Regions from separate parts of the Mus musculus genome. Here regions 2, 3, 4, 5 and 6 are each linked to region 1. Evidence: chromatin contacts called from public promoter capture Hi-C data. All regions are on one chromosome and are shown on one strand. Each heading gives the region's core, a stretch centred on a gene start, on an enhancer-like site or on the middle of the called end of the contact. The rest is flanking DNA. Distances are from core to core; before and after follow the strand shown.

The links. Promoter capture Hi-C pulls out the DNA fragments that hold promoters and counts their contacts.
Region 2: a contact with region 1 is called in a promoter capture Hi-C map of hippocampal neurons, with 5 times the contacts expected there. The contact joins the promoter of Dbf4 here to the promoter of Cldn12 in region 1. A contact is called at or near these places in 9 of 39 promoter capture datasets (the 3T3-L1 cell line, cranial neural crest, frontonasal cranial neural crest and 5 more), 1 of 484 Hi-C or Micro-C datasets (cerebellum) and 4 of 115 datasets of contacts at active chromatin or transcription factors (astrocytes, embryonic stem cells, large pre-B cells and 1 more).
Region 3: a promoter capture Hi-C map of hippocampal neurons shows a contact between it and region 1, with 12 times the contacts expected there. The contact joins the enhancer-like site here to the promoter of Cldn12 in region 1. A contact is called at or near these places in 4 of 39 promoter capture datasets (cranial neural crest, hippocampal neurons and liver).
Region 4: a contact with region 1 is called in a promoter capture Hi-C map of second pharyngeal arch cranial neural crest. The contact joins the enhancer-like site here to the promoter of Cldn12 in region 1. A contact is called at or near these places in 6 of 39 promoter capture datasets (3T3-L1-derived adipocytes, cranial neural crest, hippocampal neurons and 3 more).
Region 5: a promoter capture Hi-C map of hippocampal neurons shows a contact between it and region 1, with 21 times the contacts expected there. The contact joins the enhancer-like site here to the promoter of Cldn12 in region 1. A contact is called at or near these places in 13 of 39 promoter capture datasets (the 3T3-L1 cell line, the C10 cell line, HPC-7-derived erythroid cells and 10 more), 29 of 484 Hi-C or Micro-C datasets (the 3T3-L1 cell line, B cells, the C10 cell line and 21 more), 5 of 115 datasets of contacts at active chromatin or transcription factors (acute myeloid leukemia, astrocytes, embryonic forebrain and 2 more) and 1 of 9 other capture datasets (adipose tissue).
Region 6: a promoter capture Hi-C map of liver shows a contact between it and region 1, with 7 times the contacts expected there. The contact joins the enhancer-like site here to the promoter of Cldn12 in region 1. A contact is called at or near these places in 9 of 39 promoter capture datasets (the C10 cell line, cranial neural crest, hippocampal neurons and 5 more) and 1 of 115 datasets of contacts at active chromatin or transcription factors (stem cell-derived neural progenitor cells).

What each region holds. Positions count from the first base shown.
Region 1 is chr5:5,513,690-5,516,312 of GRCm38.p6, forward strand. Cldn12 (claudin 12) reads right to left here and starts at 1,287. Exons shown (of 4, transcript NM_022890.2): 1 at 1,076-1,287.
Region 2 is chr5:8,421,418-8,424,040 of GRCm38.p6, forward strand. It overlaps Dbf4 (DBF4 zinc finger), which reads right to left and starts at 1,299. Exons shown (of 12, transcript NM_013726.3): 1 at 1,050-1,299. The coding sequence starts at 1,095. Slc25a40 (solute carrier family 25, member 40) reads left to right here and starts at 1,421. Exons shown (of 12, transcript NM_178766.5): 1 at 1,421-1,622.
Region 3 is chr5:8,310,958-8,313,580 of GRCm38.p6, forward strand. The region is part of intron 3 of Adam22 (a disintegrin and metallopeptidase domain 22); the gene reads right to left. Among named protein-coding and RNA genes, the nearest start is that of Adam22, 56 kb to the right of the region's middle. Within about 2 kb of position 1,309, at least 39 of the 459 cell types and tissues checked have an H3K27ac peak or open chromatin away from gene starts, as enhancers often do. A contact at or near this core is called in hippocampal neurons, where this site is marked.
Region 4 is chr5:8,094,554-8,097,176 of GRCm38.p6, forward strand. It overlaps Adam22 (a disintegrin and metallopeptidase domain 22), which reads right to left. Exons shown (of 31, transcript NM_001310440.1): 27 at 520-627. Among named protein-coding and RNA genes, the nearest start is that of Sri, 39 kb to the left of the region's middle. Within about 2 kb of position 1,323, at least 5 of the 459 cell types and tissues checked have an H3K27ac peak or open chromatin away from gene starts, as enhancers often do. A contact at or near this core is called in second pharyngeal arch cranial neural crest, where this site is marked.
Region 5 is chr5:7,999,414-8,002,036 of GRCm38.p6, forward strand. No RefSeq gene overlaps it. Among named protein-coding and RNA genes, the nearest start is that of Gm52802, 37 kb to the right of the region's middle. Within about 2 kb of position 1,283, at least 7 of the 459 cell types and tissues checked have an H3K27ac peak or open chromatin away from gene starts, as enhancers often do. A contact at or near this core is called in hippocampal neurons, where this site is marked.
Region 6 is chr5:7,909,827-7,912,449 of GRCm38.p6, forward strand. No RefSeq gene overlaps it. Among named protein-coding and RNA genes, the nearest start is that of Gm30835, 49 kb to the right of the region's middle. Within about 2 kb of position 1,310, at least 3 of the 459 cell types and tissues checked have an H3K27ac peak or open chromatin away from gene starts, as enhancers often do. A contact at or near this core is called in liver, where this site is marked.

The DNA of each region.
Region 1 (2,623 bases), core at 37-2,536:
TTTTTCAAGATCTAGTTCCTGCCTACCGTGTCATAAGGAGCACGGTGAAAGAAAGCACCATGCAGTTGCCTTGGAATGAAAAGAAATGCACTGTTTTCTAAAATGTTTAAAAGACGGTATTTACCATAAAACCAGACAAAACTAATCTGCTCTGTACAACCTAAAATTTGCAACTAGTATGTCCTTTTTAGTTTATGTTGTGTGGTATCTATCGTCCTTGGCTCAACCTGCCATTTGGTATGTTTTCATATCTCTAAAGAGGAGTGACTTCCTGTTGGAATACTAGTTAACTCAAACAGGTAGGATGAGTGAAAAACTCATAAACGCCTGGCAGCTTCCTGGATCCAGGCGTTTATCGCTGGCCCTATTACAGTAATTATGCAGGATGTGGCCTGGGTGCTGATTTCCATCGAGGTTCCCCACCTCCCATCTACGATTCTTGAGTTGTTATCAATCAAGATTGTTGCTTCGAAGTCAGAAGGGCTCGTTTTACAATCAATGACCCCAATCGGACCCCTGGGCAACCTTTGCCATGAGGTCACCTGGCATAGCAGTTCTGCAGTGAAGACTAGCCCCTTCGCAGAGCAGGGCAGTGTCGAGGGACAGCAGCAGCCAGATCGGCACGTCCGGGTGGGAGCCGCGTCCTCAGGAGACCCCGAGCGGCCGAGCCTGGCAAAGGGGGGGCGGCTGCGCCCAGCCAATGGCGTGAGCCCTCCCCGGGCGCACGCTCGCCGCTCGCCCACCCCTGCCCGGTGCGTGGGGAGAGCGAGCAGGTCAGCGTTACACAACCAGCGCCGTCAGCCGCTGGGTCCAAAATAGCAGCCAGCTCGCAGCTCGCAGCTCGCACCCCCGCCCGCCCCCAGCCCTCGGCTGCCCCGGCAACGCGGCTCCACACTCCTCGGAGGGGACGAAAACGTTGTAAACGCGGTACCAAATACCTCCTCGGCCACTTTTCCACGTCCACCCATGTGGGCAACCTTTCAAATGCCGACTCGCCGCCGCTTCGCCGTTTCACGCAACACCTTCAACTACTTGCAAAAGACTCGGAAACGGGAGCGTCCCTGACCACACCTACCGGCTCCTCACGGCTCGGGCATCCCGCTCACCCACTCCGAGCCGCGGCTCCTTGGTCTCCCTCCGCTGCCGCGGAAGTGCGTTCTGGCGAAGCCGCCCCGGAGGCTTCAGGGAACCAGTCAGGCTCTCCCCTGGCTCCGCTCGGGAATACCTTGGCTGCCGGGAACTACAGTTCCTAGCATCCATCGGGCCGCTGGCCGCGGGCCAATTCCTGAGACCACCTCCTTCTTCCGGGTCCCGCCTCCCTCGTTTCCTCTTGCACCTTATTAGGGATAGGTTTACGGCTTGCTTTAGAATGCTCTCAATCACACGCATGAGGGACAAATTTGAGATTCGTTTGGTTACTCAATCAAAAGTTGTTCATTAAGTGCAAAAAAAAAAAAAAAAAGGTCTAACTCCATAGCCACACAAATTTACAAGGGGCACTTTGCTTGTTACTTCTGGGGTTAACTATAGGCAAAAGATACCCTACTGCAGCAAAATTCCATACATAAAACTAATTATTAAGTATTCTAATTTGACTCTTCTACACATCAGCTATCCTCTCTCGTCTTCTCTGATATGTGCATCCTGTGCAGATAAATATGTCAAAGGACTCATACACAGTATTTAAGTTAAAAAGAGCAAAAATGATGCCTGTGAATTCCAGTTGATTCCATCGCACTATATACATACACACAAATAGAGAAACAAAAACTGTCGATGTTGACAACTCTTTTCTTTAATTATCTTTTTTTTTTCTTATTCACTTTATATCCTGAACACTGCCCCTATCCCCATCAACCCCCTCTCCTGAGTCGGGGAGCCCTCTCGACCCCCCAACCCTGGCACTTCAATTCTCTGTGAGGCTAGGCACTTCCTCTCCCACTGAGGCCAGACAAGGCTGCCCAGCCAGGTACGTAGCCCAAGTACAGGCAACAGCTTTGAGGTAGCTCCTACACCAGTTGTTTGGGGCCCACATATGAGCTGGAAGGCCTAGGTCCAGCCTGTGTTTGTTCTTTGGTTGGTGGTTCAGACTCTGAGAGCCCCAAGGGTCCAGGTTAGTTAACTCCATTGGTCTTCCTGTGGAGTTCCTATCTCCTTCAGGGCACAGCAATCCTTCCTCCTATTCTCCAGTAAGAGTCCCCAAGCTCTGGAGACTGTTTGGCTGTGGGTGTCTGCGTCTGTCTGAGTCAGCTTCTGATTGGAGTCTCTCAGAGAGCAACCATGCTAGGCTCCTGTCTGCAAACATAACAGAGTATCATTAATAGTGTCAGGGATTGTTGCTTGCCTATGGGATGGTCTTTGCTCCATCACCTGTGCCTGCATTCCTTGTAGACAAGATAAATTTTGGGTTGAAAGTTTTATGTGTGGATCGGTGTCTCTATCACTCCACCAGGGTTCCTGTCTCGCTACAGGAAGTAAGCTCTTCAGATTCCAAATCTCCATTGCTGTCACAGCTAAGGTCACCCCCATAGAATTCTTGGGCGCCTCCCATATCCCAGGCCTCTGTGATGACAAGTTTTTTATTATTTAATTTTTTCATACAAATATTGATTATATTTCCCTC
Region 2 (2,623 bases), core at 49-2,548, 2.9 Mb after region 1:
ACATTTTATGCAGACAAATTTTTAATTTATTTTACAAAAAATGTTCAACAGCTTTATTGCAGAAAGGAAACATTACTAGTCATAACAAATTAAGTCATTAGAATCTAAATGTTTTCCCTAATATTACCACTTAGGATGAAGGCAAACTGTCCTGTATGGTTTCCACAAAACTCTATACTGGAGAACAAGAGCTGAATCAGCAGAAAATAGTTATTATTTACTCCTGTTCCGTGTATGAAGCAGGAATTCTATAGAGCTGTTCTGGAAAACTTACCTTCTCATGGTGTAAACGTCATGTGGGTAATTAACAGGTCGGTGAAAACCCAACACAGGTGTTTCAAATATTTAAAGCTTATTTACCTAGGTAGCCACACACACTCATCTAGAATAAACAACCTAATTCTTAGGGGTTACTAAATGCTGGCATTTTGGTTTCATAGTTTGTCTAGTACTTAAAAGAACTAGACGAGGGAGTTCATGCACTTTGTTTACATATTAAGAACCTAAGCCCACTAAGGACTATGCCATCCATCTTTTATTTTAAAAGCAGATGAGAATCAAACATCTTCTTTAAACTTTCGAAGACAACCTGCACTTTAGTACTTAGTTACTAGACACACATGCACCTCTTAGGAATTTTCCCTATAATGAAAATTTTTTATATTAAACATTGAGATTGAAATCTGCTTTTGTCTATGAGGTTGAAACACACACACATACACCTCTCCGTCTCCCTCACGAGTGACGGGAACAGTCACAAATGGGCGTGGGCGCCTCCTCCGTGGGGCCGTCGGGGACCCGCGCATTGTCTGAAGCCTGCAGCCCCGGGAATGCCGGGTCGCTCGCGGCCGAGGCGGGGAGAGCATGAGGGGCCCGGCCAGCGTCGGTCCCTCACGGAGACCAACACCGAACGCCTCGCGGGCGCCGAGAACCCACAGAAACGCAAAAGCGGCAAGAGGCCCTCCGCAGGAAGACTCTCTAGAACCCTCCGTGGAACCAGCCAGGCAGGAAACGATTAAAGGGACCGCGGCGGGGGAGGGGCTCCATACCCGGGAGAGGTGCTTTGCTGTGGATCCTCATGGTCTCGAGGTTCATGGCAGCCACCAGGCACCTACATGCTGGGTCCGCACCGGGGGCCGCATGGAACGGCCGCGAACACAAAGCTCCCAGGGCCTCCCCGGCCCCGGCTCCGGCCTCGGCCTCGGCGCCGGGCCGCGCTTGAGGGCCGGTTCCGGCGCGGAGGCTCGGAGCAGGAAGAGGCTGTAGCTCAGACCCGGGAGCCGCGGCGGTTAAAGATTTGAAAACGCGTCACGCGACCGCGGCGCCCAGACGCGCTCCCCGCCCTTCCTACGCCGGGGCCGGCCTCGCGCAGGCTCCACCTGCCCCGCCTCGCGCCCCGCGGGCCCCGCCCCCGGATGCTGACCACGCCCCCGGCGCGCCAGCCCGCGGGGCCTCAGACCCGGCTCTCCCGCGTCCTCCTCGAGTTCCGGCTCCGCTCTGCATACTTGGAGTGTGGGGCAGCCAGGGCGGTGGACGCGGTTAGCCTCGGAGGCTTCACCTCGTGGTCGACATCACCTGCTAGGCTGGCTGAGACCCGGGCCTTGCAGTCGCCTCGCCACCAGGTACTCCAGTTAACCCTGTGTGGGACGCGGGGCCGGCCCTGGGCTCCCGCCGACCTTGCAGACGGGCCGCAAAGGTCCCGGGTGGCCGCGGTGGCGGCGGGGCCGGGGTCCACCCGCCGGATCCGACTCTCGCAGCCCTTTGGGTACTTTGTTCTGTACAGACCTGTTCTTTCTCTCTGTGTGTATAATTGTCCTTTTTGTAGCAATAAAAGAGTGGAAAATGAAGTCTCAGGGTTTTTCATCTGTAAAACGGGAATACGGGATTATGGTCAAGACGAAATTCAGGCGTACGTGATTTGTTTTAATTTTGCTTTGTAAATGAGAAAATGCCTCACAAAACTTGTTTGGAGTATACTTCTGCTCTCACCCATACAGACGTTATGCTTTGTACTGTTCTGCATTTCTTAACTCCTGGCTATAATAGACACTCCTTATAGTATTGATTTTTGATGGAGTACCCTCAAGACAGTCAGTACAAATAAGTATATTCAGGCACAGACAGGTGAATTGTGAGACTATTCGCCAAAGACAACATCAAGTTGGATTAGCATTGCTAAAAGAAATGATTTTGTTTTAAACAGGTTATGGACGGAGGCTGGAGCGACAGTCATCGAACTGTCTATCTGTATTAAACTGCTTTAGACAGTCGGAGCTAATTTGTAATCTCAAGAAATGTCCGGAGGAGGGAGCCAGAAAGGGAAATATGTTGAGACATTGTACTGATGAATTTGAATTAATATACATGTGCTTAACAGACCTTGAGAAGGAGGAGCAAACATTTTTTAAAAATGAGGAGAGGATTCAATTTTCAAAGCGTAAACTACGGAAAGGAAACAGAATTTCCATGTTTGTAAACTGGTTCAAATGTTTGAGAAGCACTAATACAGAGTAGAATTAAAGCCACGAGGGAAGGGGGAATGCCTTGGAGTAGAGCTTGTGAGATGAAGTGGAGAGTCAGGGGATGAGGCAGTGCGAGTGAGGAGAGGGAGAGCAAGCTGAGT
Region 3 (2,623 bases), core at 59-2,558, 2.8 Mb after region 1:
ACGCCTCCCAGGTTTGCATGCCCTCATTTCACCTAGGATGGTGTTTCTCTGATGCTGTTACTTTTTTTCCAGCCCAACCTCCTATGGAATGAATAATGTGTTGGGCTAAGATCAAGAAACAAGTGAAAAATGATCTCATAAAATAGTCATCTAGCCAGCCCCGGGGGAACAGGCCTGTAATTCCAGCTACTTGGGAGGCTAAAGGAAGAGTACCATAGTCCACGGTCTGCTTGTATTACAGTAACTCAGGCCCAGCCTAGGATAAAGATCCAACATAAAGGAGCTGATGAGCATACTCAAGGTCCCAGGTTCAAACCCAAGTGTCTCTGTCTCTGTCTCTGTCTCTGTCTCTCTCTCTCTCTCTCTCTCTCTCTCTCACACACACACACACACACACACACACACACAAACACACACACACAAACACGCACTCATGCACACACACAGAGTCATCTAAATGAATGGAGTTTGATGCTCTTGGCTGTTATAATCTGTTTTAGTCACATAATAGAAATTTTTCTCTTTCTTTTCTAAGTTCAGTTCTACAAAGTGAAAGACGTTCTAGAGATGCATGACTGTGATGATGAAAACGCATGAATAACTACACTGCACTCAAGATGATGCTTCTCACAGTGCACATCACCACAATAAAATGTTATAAACATGCCAAACATTTGGTTCCTAGAGCCTCTGGATTCCGTAATCCTAGACATGTGATCAATATTGGGCCGTACGTCCTACCTTCCTTCCTGATATAATCTGAAAAATAAGCTACTAGAGTTTTTTCCTACAATATAAATTTATGGCAAAGATCTTCAAAATACAAAATAAAGTGGTTAATTTTTTTTAAAGAAAATGTAGTCCTTTCTTCATTTGTTGTGCACATTGCTCAGCTATTTCTTGACTATCTTTTTAGATCATAGGCATATTTTCTTCACAGACAAAAATAAAATAAAAATGACTTGTTCACTAGCCATTCTTTGATGCTGTAATATACACCCTAAATGTCCTTTAGGAAGTCATCCCTGCCCAATTCAGCATCTGTGGGTTGGGAAAGGCAGATTCCACACCCAAATTCAGGCTGGTCTACAAGAGCCCCAAGGTACTGCAAGGTTACAGTATCAGGTTTAGTGATGAGCCTGTGACTCTTCTGGAGTGGGATGAAGCCAATAAGACTCACTGAGATAATGAAGCAAATACAGGCATTCCTTCCCCCTCAGCTGAACTTGAAGGCACACATACACAGCGAGTTAGAAAAAAAGACAGAACACAGCAGAAATGAGAGAGAGCTAGACAGAAATCAGAATCGCAGGCTGCAAACCAAAACAAGCAGAACTCCCTGGGACATGACTCACAGGACTCAGTCCTTTCTCCCTTCCCTTGTGAGTTTGATTTAAAGTGTTGCCAGATATCAATAAGCATCATCTGCAACTACCTAGGAAAGCTGATAACATACATTATCTTTACATAAGTTCTCTGTCAGTTCAAGCAGAGCATTTGCCATTTTAAAGTCAAGAAGACTCACTTCCAGAGATTATGCAACACGGAGAACATTGCATAACTCATCACAGAGCTACTGCCCACATCTAGGTCTTTTGAGTCACAATGCTGTCATGCACTTGGCTTTTTCCTAAGAGGCACATCCAAAGTGCCCATCTCTGAATATTTCCACTTGTTAACATTTCAGCCAAGGGCTAGACTGCTTAGGGCCGATCCACTGATAAATAAAGTGTATTACAGACAGTAAGGATGGGGGTGGAGAGGAGTCCCCCACACACTATCTACAACACTAGAAACTTGGTCTTAAAAACAAAGTCTTTAGGTGACAGAGTACCATGCATCAAGTCAAGCCTTGAGCCTTAAAATCTCATCCTCCCATTTGAAGTACAGCACACAGACCCATAGGACCAGGAGGGTCATCCTCTCTCTGAGAGTCCGTGGCATGCGAGGTTTCTGAGCAAGAAGAGATTCCTCATTGCTGAAAGGTAGTTTTTTTGGATTTCTACTGCTTTTCATGCTCCTGGCCAGTGTTGGCCAATGGCTTCTACATTCTTTTTCTATATGTGTCTTTACCCTTTGAACCAAAAGACAGGCAGGTGTCCAAGTATTAAGCTCTTTTCGATTTTTCTTGAGGATGTCACAGGAAATGTAGCAGTTCTCCTAATTCTCAGAAGATAGAAGCATTTGTAAGACACAACAATGCAACCTTAATGACTGGACCAGGAGGCTAAACGCAAATGAGTGGGAAACAGAGGAATTGGCCGCTGTCCTTCCTGCTATGGTGAAAATGAAGCCCAGGTCTCTTCTTTCCTATCTCACCCCTGCTTTATTCCCCCACCGACCACAAGTAATTAAAATTGTATTTATCCTGATAAAAGAAATATGAACTTCTCTAAATTGTAGAAAAAAAGGGCAAGTACTCAAATCATCATTAGCATGGTCATCTAATTCAAAGCTTCTATTTATTAATGATTTTGTCAACTAAACTGAAATCCAAAATCACAAAATTTGTCCCCAGGTTTTAAAACTTTAACCATCATGAATAATGCAAGCATAGAATATTGTCTTTGTGGGTATAAAAACAAAATAATAGATACAGAATAAACACATTAAAATCACTAGT
Region 4 (2,623 bases), core at 73-2,572, 2.6 Mb after region 1:
TGCAGAAAAATCATAATATTAAAATATATGATTCACAGAGAAGCAATCTTTTTTCACAGCAAGCTTAGCTTTGAAATATACAAAAATTAAATACTATTCAATGCAGCACTTATATTGCCAATTTATCTTAATTGCCTTTATTGAAGCATGACAGTACCCTTTTTCTTTGACTACCAAGCATGACATAAAGCTCACCATGTGAAAATATTTTCAATACAATGCTTAGTTTCTTGAGCCATGTGCAACATGATCGGAAAAACCCTGGGGTTTCTCCCTGGATTTCGAGTCATTTTATTTTGTTTCAATTCTGTGGCCTAATTTTTTTTTTTTAATAAAACACAGGTTCTGAGCATATGACATTTTGAAGTAAAGCAATCAAAGAACAAGGGATACTATTTTAACATTCAAGAAAGAAGGAAGAAGTAATCAAACCTGCTGCAAAATAATGAAATGTTCTGACTAATGGAATAATGTGTGATGGAACAGGTGGAAATCTGAAAATGCGACAGAAAAGCAGACCTCTTCTTAGAACTAGATGCTGAGTTTGTGCTGCCTCCGGGAGGAAAGTCGCTATAAAAAGAGTCGCCATCGCCAGGCTTTTTTACATAATCTCCCTGGGGTAACTGTCTAAGGCATAATAAACATTTCAGAGTCAGAAAACAAGACACACACATGAACACAGACATATACAAATATTATTTCAAGAAAAAGGGAGGGGAGGGATAATGGTCTACATGATCAAATCTATAACACATGAGGTTATTAATCAATGCGACAAGTTCAACTCATTCCAGCTGTGGAGGTCAGAAATGTAATCATGGAGACTTTGTAGGGTGGGTGAACAAAGCCTTTTTTTTTTTTTTCAGGAGAAATATGGAAAGATGAGTTATTTTCAATGCGACCTCATTCTACCTAGAGATGTTAACTACAATAGCTTCTGTCTCTTAAAATGATATTGAAGATGTGTTTGTACATTCCTTGCTCCAATAAAGCAGGGCATTTTTTTCAAATGTGATGAATAAATTCTTTATCATTTGAAATACACTATCACCTTGATTTGGTTTTGAAAGACTGCATTGCTTATTGGTATTCTATAATTAAATCCAAATCAAACCTCATTGGAATTTGGTGTTCAGTTTGCAGCTTCATTATTTAAAGGAAGTTTAAACGAATCAAACTTGAATCAAAACTATAACTTTATACCAGACAGCAGAATGTGTTAAGGAATGTATTAGAGGAAGAAAGGGTTGAAGAGTAGCTGAGCTTCTTGGAGGACTATGGAAAAGCATCTATGACAGATGGTGGCCACAGTTGGCTATCTCCACCATAGCAGGAGGGAAAGGCAGGACCATCTGCTTAACCTGGGCTGCAGAAATTGAAGCCATTTGTCTCTTTATAAATGAGTCAGGAAGTCTCACTACCTCTCCTACAAGAACTGGAAAGACACCTTCAATACCCCCAACCCCCAGACAACTCTGCCTACAGCCAATCAAATCATTTAATGCATGGCCTCAAACAGCCAAATGCATCCAAATCTTGATCACTTTCGCTCATGCTATAGGTGGAGGTGTCAAAAGCTAGGGACAGACTAAGGATTTCCGACAGGTACACATCAATAAGTCTCCAACAAGCATAAGTTCCTAAGTCCCTTTCCAATTCAGTTTCTGTTAGTTACCCTGACTGTCTGTCTGCAGATACCAAGCTTTAAGCCTCACATCCCCTTTTCAGACGTTCCCTTGATAATATTGATTCCTATGGTGTTGAAATGTTAAAATGTTGCTTCTGACTAAACATCCTCTCCTACATCATTTGGATAACTTATACTCATAGATTACAAATCTGAAAAGGATTGCTCAGTTGATACAAATAAAGCGTGGATTTTACTTTCACCCTGAGTGATCTTTTTCTAGCTCTCCATACAATAACTAGGGGGGAAAATTCCACTAAACTAGTTTCTAAAACTAGCTCCAACCTTGACTGACAGAGGTATCACAAAAATAATGGAATCAGATGTGGAGTTAGAAAAGTCCCAGTTTAATATAGTTCTAGGATACTTCTTCCTTCACCATTCTGGCCACACTGTAAAAGTGACTTCACCCTAAAAGTATCCAGAACGCTGGTATTACTTCTTAGCAGTCACCTTAAAACCCCACAAGGAATAGAAGTAACTTCCCTAACATGGTAAATGCCGGTAACACATGATCAATTTCCTCACAGCTTTCTTGAGAGTTTTGGACATCCTTCACTGTCTGAACACTTATCCTTTCTACAGTACCCATTATATGTTAGTAGACCACTACTTCTCACTTATCCTTTCTACAGTACCCATTATATGTTAGTAGACCACTACTTCTCACTTATCCTTTCTACAGTACCCATTATATGTTAGTAGACCACTACTTCTCACTTATCCTTTCTACAGTACCCATTATATGTTAGTAGACCACTACTTCTCGCTTATCCTTTCTACAGTACCCATTATATGTTAGTAGACCACTACTTCTCGCTTATCCTTTCTACAGTACCCATTATATGTTAGTAGACCACTACTTCTTGCTTATCCTTTCTACAGTACCCATTATATGTTAGTAGACCACTACTTCTTGCTTATCCTCTCTACAGT
Region 5 (2,623 bases), core at 33-2,532, 2.5 Mb after region 1:
AGGCAAATGGATGGAATTTGACAATATTATCTTGAGAGAGGTAACCCAGAGCCAGAAAGACACATGTGGTATGTACTCACTTATAAGTGGACATTAGCCATAAAGTCCAGGACAACTGGTTATGCTACAATCCACAGAAGCAATGAATGAATGAATGAATGAATGAATAAATAAATAAATAAATAAATAAATAAATAAAACTGAATAATAAGAAGGTTCCAAGGGAGGATGTGTGAATCTCACCCTCTTGTAGCAAGACAGACAGGCCTTTTTTTTTTTTTTTTTTTTTAGGAGGGAGGGGGACATCAATCCATCCATAAACCCTTCAGACCAAAATCTGTCTTGCCTACAAGATGTACAGGAATAAAGATGGAGAAGAGACTGGGGGAACAACCAACAAATTACTGCCCCAACTTGAGACCCATCCCACATGACAGAGCCAAGCCCTGACACTATTAATGATACTCTGCCAATGCTTGTAGGCAGGAGCCTAGCATAACTGTCTCCTGTGAGGCTTCATCCAGCAGGCGATGGAAGAAGATGCATAGACCTCAGCCAAACATCAGGAGAAGCCTGGGGTGACTTGTGGAAGAGTGGGGGGATGGGTAAAAGTGAGCAAGTCAGAGAGGTCAAGGACAACACAGGACAATCTACAGAATCAACCAACCTGAGACCACCAACCAGGGAGCATGCAGGAGCTGGACCCTGACACCCTACACATTTATAGCAAATGAACAGTTTGGTCTTCATGTTAGTCCCCTAACAAGTGCAATGGAGTACAGTCTCTGTCCACTGCCTTTGGATCCCTGCCCACTACTTGGTCTGCCTGGTTGGGCCTCCATGGGACAGGATGGCCTAGACCTAATGGAACTAAGTGCGGAGGATTGGGCGGTACCCAAGGGAGGCTCCTCTTTTCTAAGGAGAAGGGAAGAGGGGGTAGAGAGGAGTGATTTATAAGGGTGGGACTGGGAAAAGAAAAGGGGGGAGAGCTGTGATAAAGATGTAAAGTGAATAAAAATTATAAAAATATATGTGTGTGTATACATATACATGACATGTGTGTGTGTGTGTGTGTACATAACCAGCCAAAATTGTATAGCCATTCCTAATACATCATCTGTGTTCATATCAGATCATGAAACCAACTGATTTAATCAGAGACCATCTGTTGTGTGTAATTTTAAAATCCACGATATTGCCTTCCCGGGGAACACACTGCCACTGGTCCCACTCCCGACATAGCTCCACCAACGGCCAGCTGGTTCCCTAACAGGAACTGTACTCACTCAACCTCTCGAGGCTAACTCCACTAAGCCTCTAGCAGACGCCCAGGCTGTGCCCTCACGCTGCACACCTTTGTTCCGTGGATGGAAAACACCAGACAGTTCTAACACTCTAAAATCAGCCAGATAACACAACTGCTGGGTGCAGAATCTATCGCCCTAAACTCGTCAGCTATCTTATATCAGAATTCTGCTGGTGGCACCACAGTTCTCGTTGCCCCCCAAGCCTTACATGGTGTTTGCCCTCCTTCCCAAAAGCCTGGTGGAAAAGCTATCTCGTCCCCTCTTCTTTCTCCTGGGACCTGGAATTCCCACCTTTTTTCCTTTGCCCAGCAATTGGCTCCCGCAATCTTTTTTGACACAATGAAGAACCAGTTCGGGGAACAATACCTCCACCTACAACCATCCATAAACTTTTCTAATGATTCCAAATTTTTTGTTTCTAAAATGATTATATTTAAATAATGTTACTACTTGCAATGTTTGTGTCAGATGTCTCTTTAGCCAGAGTTTAATCACTTTCATGTTTCAAATTTATATGGAAATAAAATTGAATATATGTTGTTTCAAAATATATGATTCTTGGTTTGAGACAAGGAGCAAATTACTTCAGTTTAGGGTCAGCATAGTCATCTGTAGAATGGGAATGAAGAGTATGTTTAAAAATAGTCAGCAGTAGCTACATGCCTCTCAGGTCAGCAGGTGAGGGTGTGTGCCGCCGAACATAGTGACTTGAGTTCTGTATCTGGGTCACATACTGTAGAAAGAGAAAACTGACTCCCACAGTGTCCCCTAACGTAGACACTCACATCACAACACACACACAAAACACACATACATATTTTGTGAGTTGCCCTGATGCTGTTTGTGTTCTGATATTAATTCTGCTTCAAGAGGGGCTGCCACCCCCTAACCCACCCAAGCAGCCAATCATGGACTCAGGTGAGCTCATGTGAGCCTTTTCCCCATTTTAACTGGTCAAAATAAGGCCAGTGCCTGTGATTCAGCAGTGGAAGGAAAAGGTGGGACAGGAGGTCTTTGAGAGGGGAGGCGGATAGGAGGAGGAAGAGAAGGAAGGAGAGAGGACAGAAGAGGAGGAGGAGAAAGGGGAGGAGGAGGAAGAGGAGGAGAAGGAGGAAGATGTAGCAGAACCACGTGGCCAGGAGAAACTGCAAGTAGCAAAGGGTCTCAGAGCTGAGGAATCATTAAGTACAGTGCTAGATCTGCCCAATCTAGCCATATAGCTTATGAATACAATAATTGGATTGTGTGTTCTTTATATGGGCTCATTAGGGTTGAAAATCACTGCAACATACATACATAAACAAACAAATAAATAG
Region 6 (2,623 bases), core at 60-2,559, 2.4 Mb after region 1:
AGTAGTTGCCACCACTCCTCTCTTCACAGGTAAGTTTTGCTTTTAAATTTTAATACTATGCACCTTGGGGAGTGAGAGGTAGGGGGACCCTCTAGAATGTGCCAGAGACCTGGAAGGTGAGAGACTCTCAAGACTCAAGGGGAGGGACCTTAGATGAAATGCCCAACAGTAAGGAGAAATGTGATTGCCATTCCACAGTCAAAAACTCCAACCCAGAATTGTCCCTGCCTAAAAGAACTGCAGGGACAAAAATGAAGAAGAAACTGAGGGAAAGGCAGTCCAGTGACAGGCCCAAATTGGAATCCATCTCAAGGGGAGGCTCCAAGGCCTGACACTATTGCTGATGGTGTGCTTACAGACAGGAGCCTAGCATGACTGCCCTCCAAGAGGCCCAACAAGCTGCTGACTGAAACAGAAGCAGACACTAACACCCAACCAGTGGACTGAAGTTGGGAACCCCTGTGGTTGAATTAGGGAAAGGCTGGAAGAAGCTGAGGAGGAAGGTGACCTCATAGGAAGACCAGCAGTCTCAACTACCCCAAATCTCTGTGGTCTCTCAGACACTGAGCCACCAACCAGGCAGCATGCACCAGCTGGTCTGAGGCCCCATACACACATACATCCTCTTGGAGATGGGTGGAGTTGGGGGGTGGGTAGGAAGGAAGGAATAAGGAGCTGTGGGAGAGTGGACCAGAAAGTGGATAACAACTGGACTGTAAAATAAAATTAAATTAAATTAAATTAATTAAAAATTTTTTGATACTATACTTACCCAGTAAATCTATTAGTATTCTAGGTGTTCACTAGAGGTGGGTTTTGGCCCTCTGCCGATCTAAATGCATGTGACACTTTCTTAAGAAATAGTTGGTTGTTGCAGCTTACACAGAGCAGTATTGGAGGAGTCCTGAACATCCAGTGGCTGAAATGCAAAGATGCTATAGACACACTGGACAGAACAGCACCTAAACAGAGAACTATCTGACCCTAAAGTCAATAGCACTGACTATGAGAAACCTCCACCGGATGTTGTAACAGAGATAATTGTATTTACATTTCTCAAATTAGATTTGGAATCCTGGCTAGAACCCGCACAGGAAGAAAACTTCTGTTATCATATCTATTCCAAAGCTTAATTACTATTTTAAGTATATCTTCACTACATGCTTTAGAAAGTAAAAATGTGATTGTGGCTCTTTTTTTTTTTTATGTGCTTGAGTTTAGTGTGCTTTGCGTTTTGTCACTAGGAAGCTGTTTTGTTTGTTCAAACTTCTAAGTCAAAAGATAATAAAAGTCTTCGCAACAAAAATTGCTCAAGAGTTTACAAATTCTTCTCTGACACAAATCATGACCAGAACTGTCCTTAGCCCTGACGTTCTCTTCTGTTCTGTTTGACGCCTTATTTGAGGTCACGCCCCAGATGTTAGCCAGATAAATTTAAAGTACAATTAAAAGTGTCAGTCATTTTCATCTAGGATGGCTCGTGGTGTGAAGACGCAGGCCTCGCTGACAAGTGTTCACGCTCTTACTATAACCTACTAGGGAAACTGCAGCTAAGCAAACCAGGTAAACATTTTTAACTCATTGAATCACCCCACCATTACACAAAATTTTCTGGTTCAGTGCTACCATTGTAAAACAATCTTGCTTTATTTTTTTTTTTTAGATAAATTCTCTTTCAAAACAAAACAAAACAAAAAACTTGACTATTTAATCCTGGTCAAGTGGAGATAAGAAGTAAATAAAATCCTGACATGAGAATCTATTGACACCCCCTCCAGCCCCCCGAATGCACTGGGGAATCTGAAATTAACTAAACGAGGTCAGCAGGAAACACAAGCATGGGAAAACTCAGAACTTTAGACTTGGTCGTCTAGGGAGTAATGCCTTTGAAAAAACAGTACATTCTAGAAGCAACATTTCATTATTTTCTGGAAGGAAGAATAAGTAAGATTTTTATCTAACACGACCATTTTCTAACATGGTGATTACAAGTTGAGAAGAAAAGCTTCACAATAATGTAGAGATACCCTGTATCAACTTATATTAGAATATGCTGTTTATATTGATGTCCATGCACATGGTCTATTCACAAAATGCTTTTAAATACCTCTGTGGCCATATGTGTGCTTAAGGTAGCTCTGTCCTCTCTGGGTTTTGTGCCACATAGAGCACACTACAGATGCCTTTGGGAAAATGCTCTCAGAGAGAGTCACAGTTTTTCTGGTTACACTATCAGCTAGGTCTTTCCCATGACTTCTTCATCTTTTAGATGTTGGTCCTGATGATCAGAGCCCCTAATATTTGAAACTAACTTATGCCTGACCTATATTCAGATCTGCTGCCCTCTGCAGGTGACCCCCGGAACTACCTTTTAAATGGCCCTCTGTCCAGGACACAGGCCCATCATATCACTGCCCTGAGGGACACGCTTGCTTTTCTTACCTTCTGGCACAGCCTTCAGAGAGTGGATTCAGTTCAGAATATGTGAGCTGGATTCTTTCTCAGAGACAGAGAGGTGTAAAGCCAACAACGGAAACCTTAGAACAGCATGTCCTGTGCTATTTTGTTTGTACATCAGCTGAGATTTTTCCTGGATTCAACGTTAGTCTTTCCTGCCCTTTTC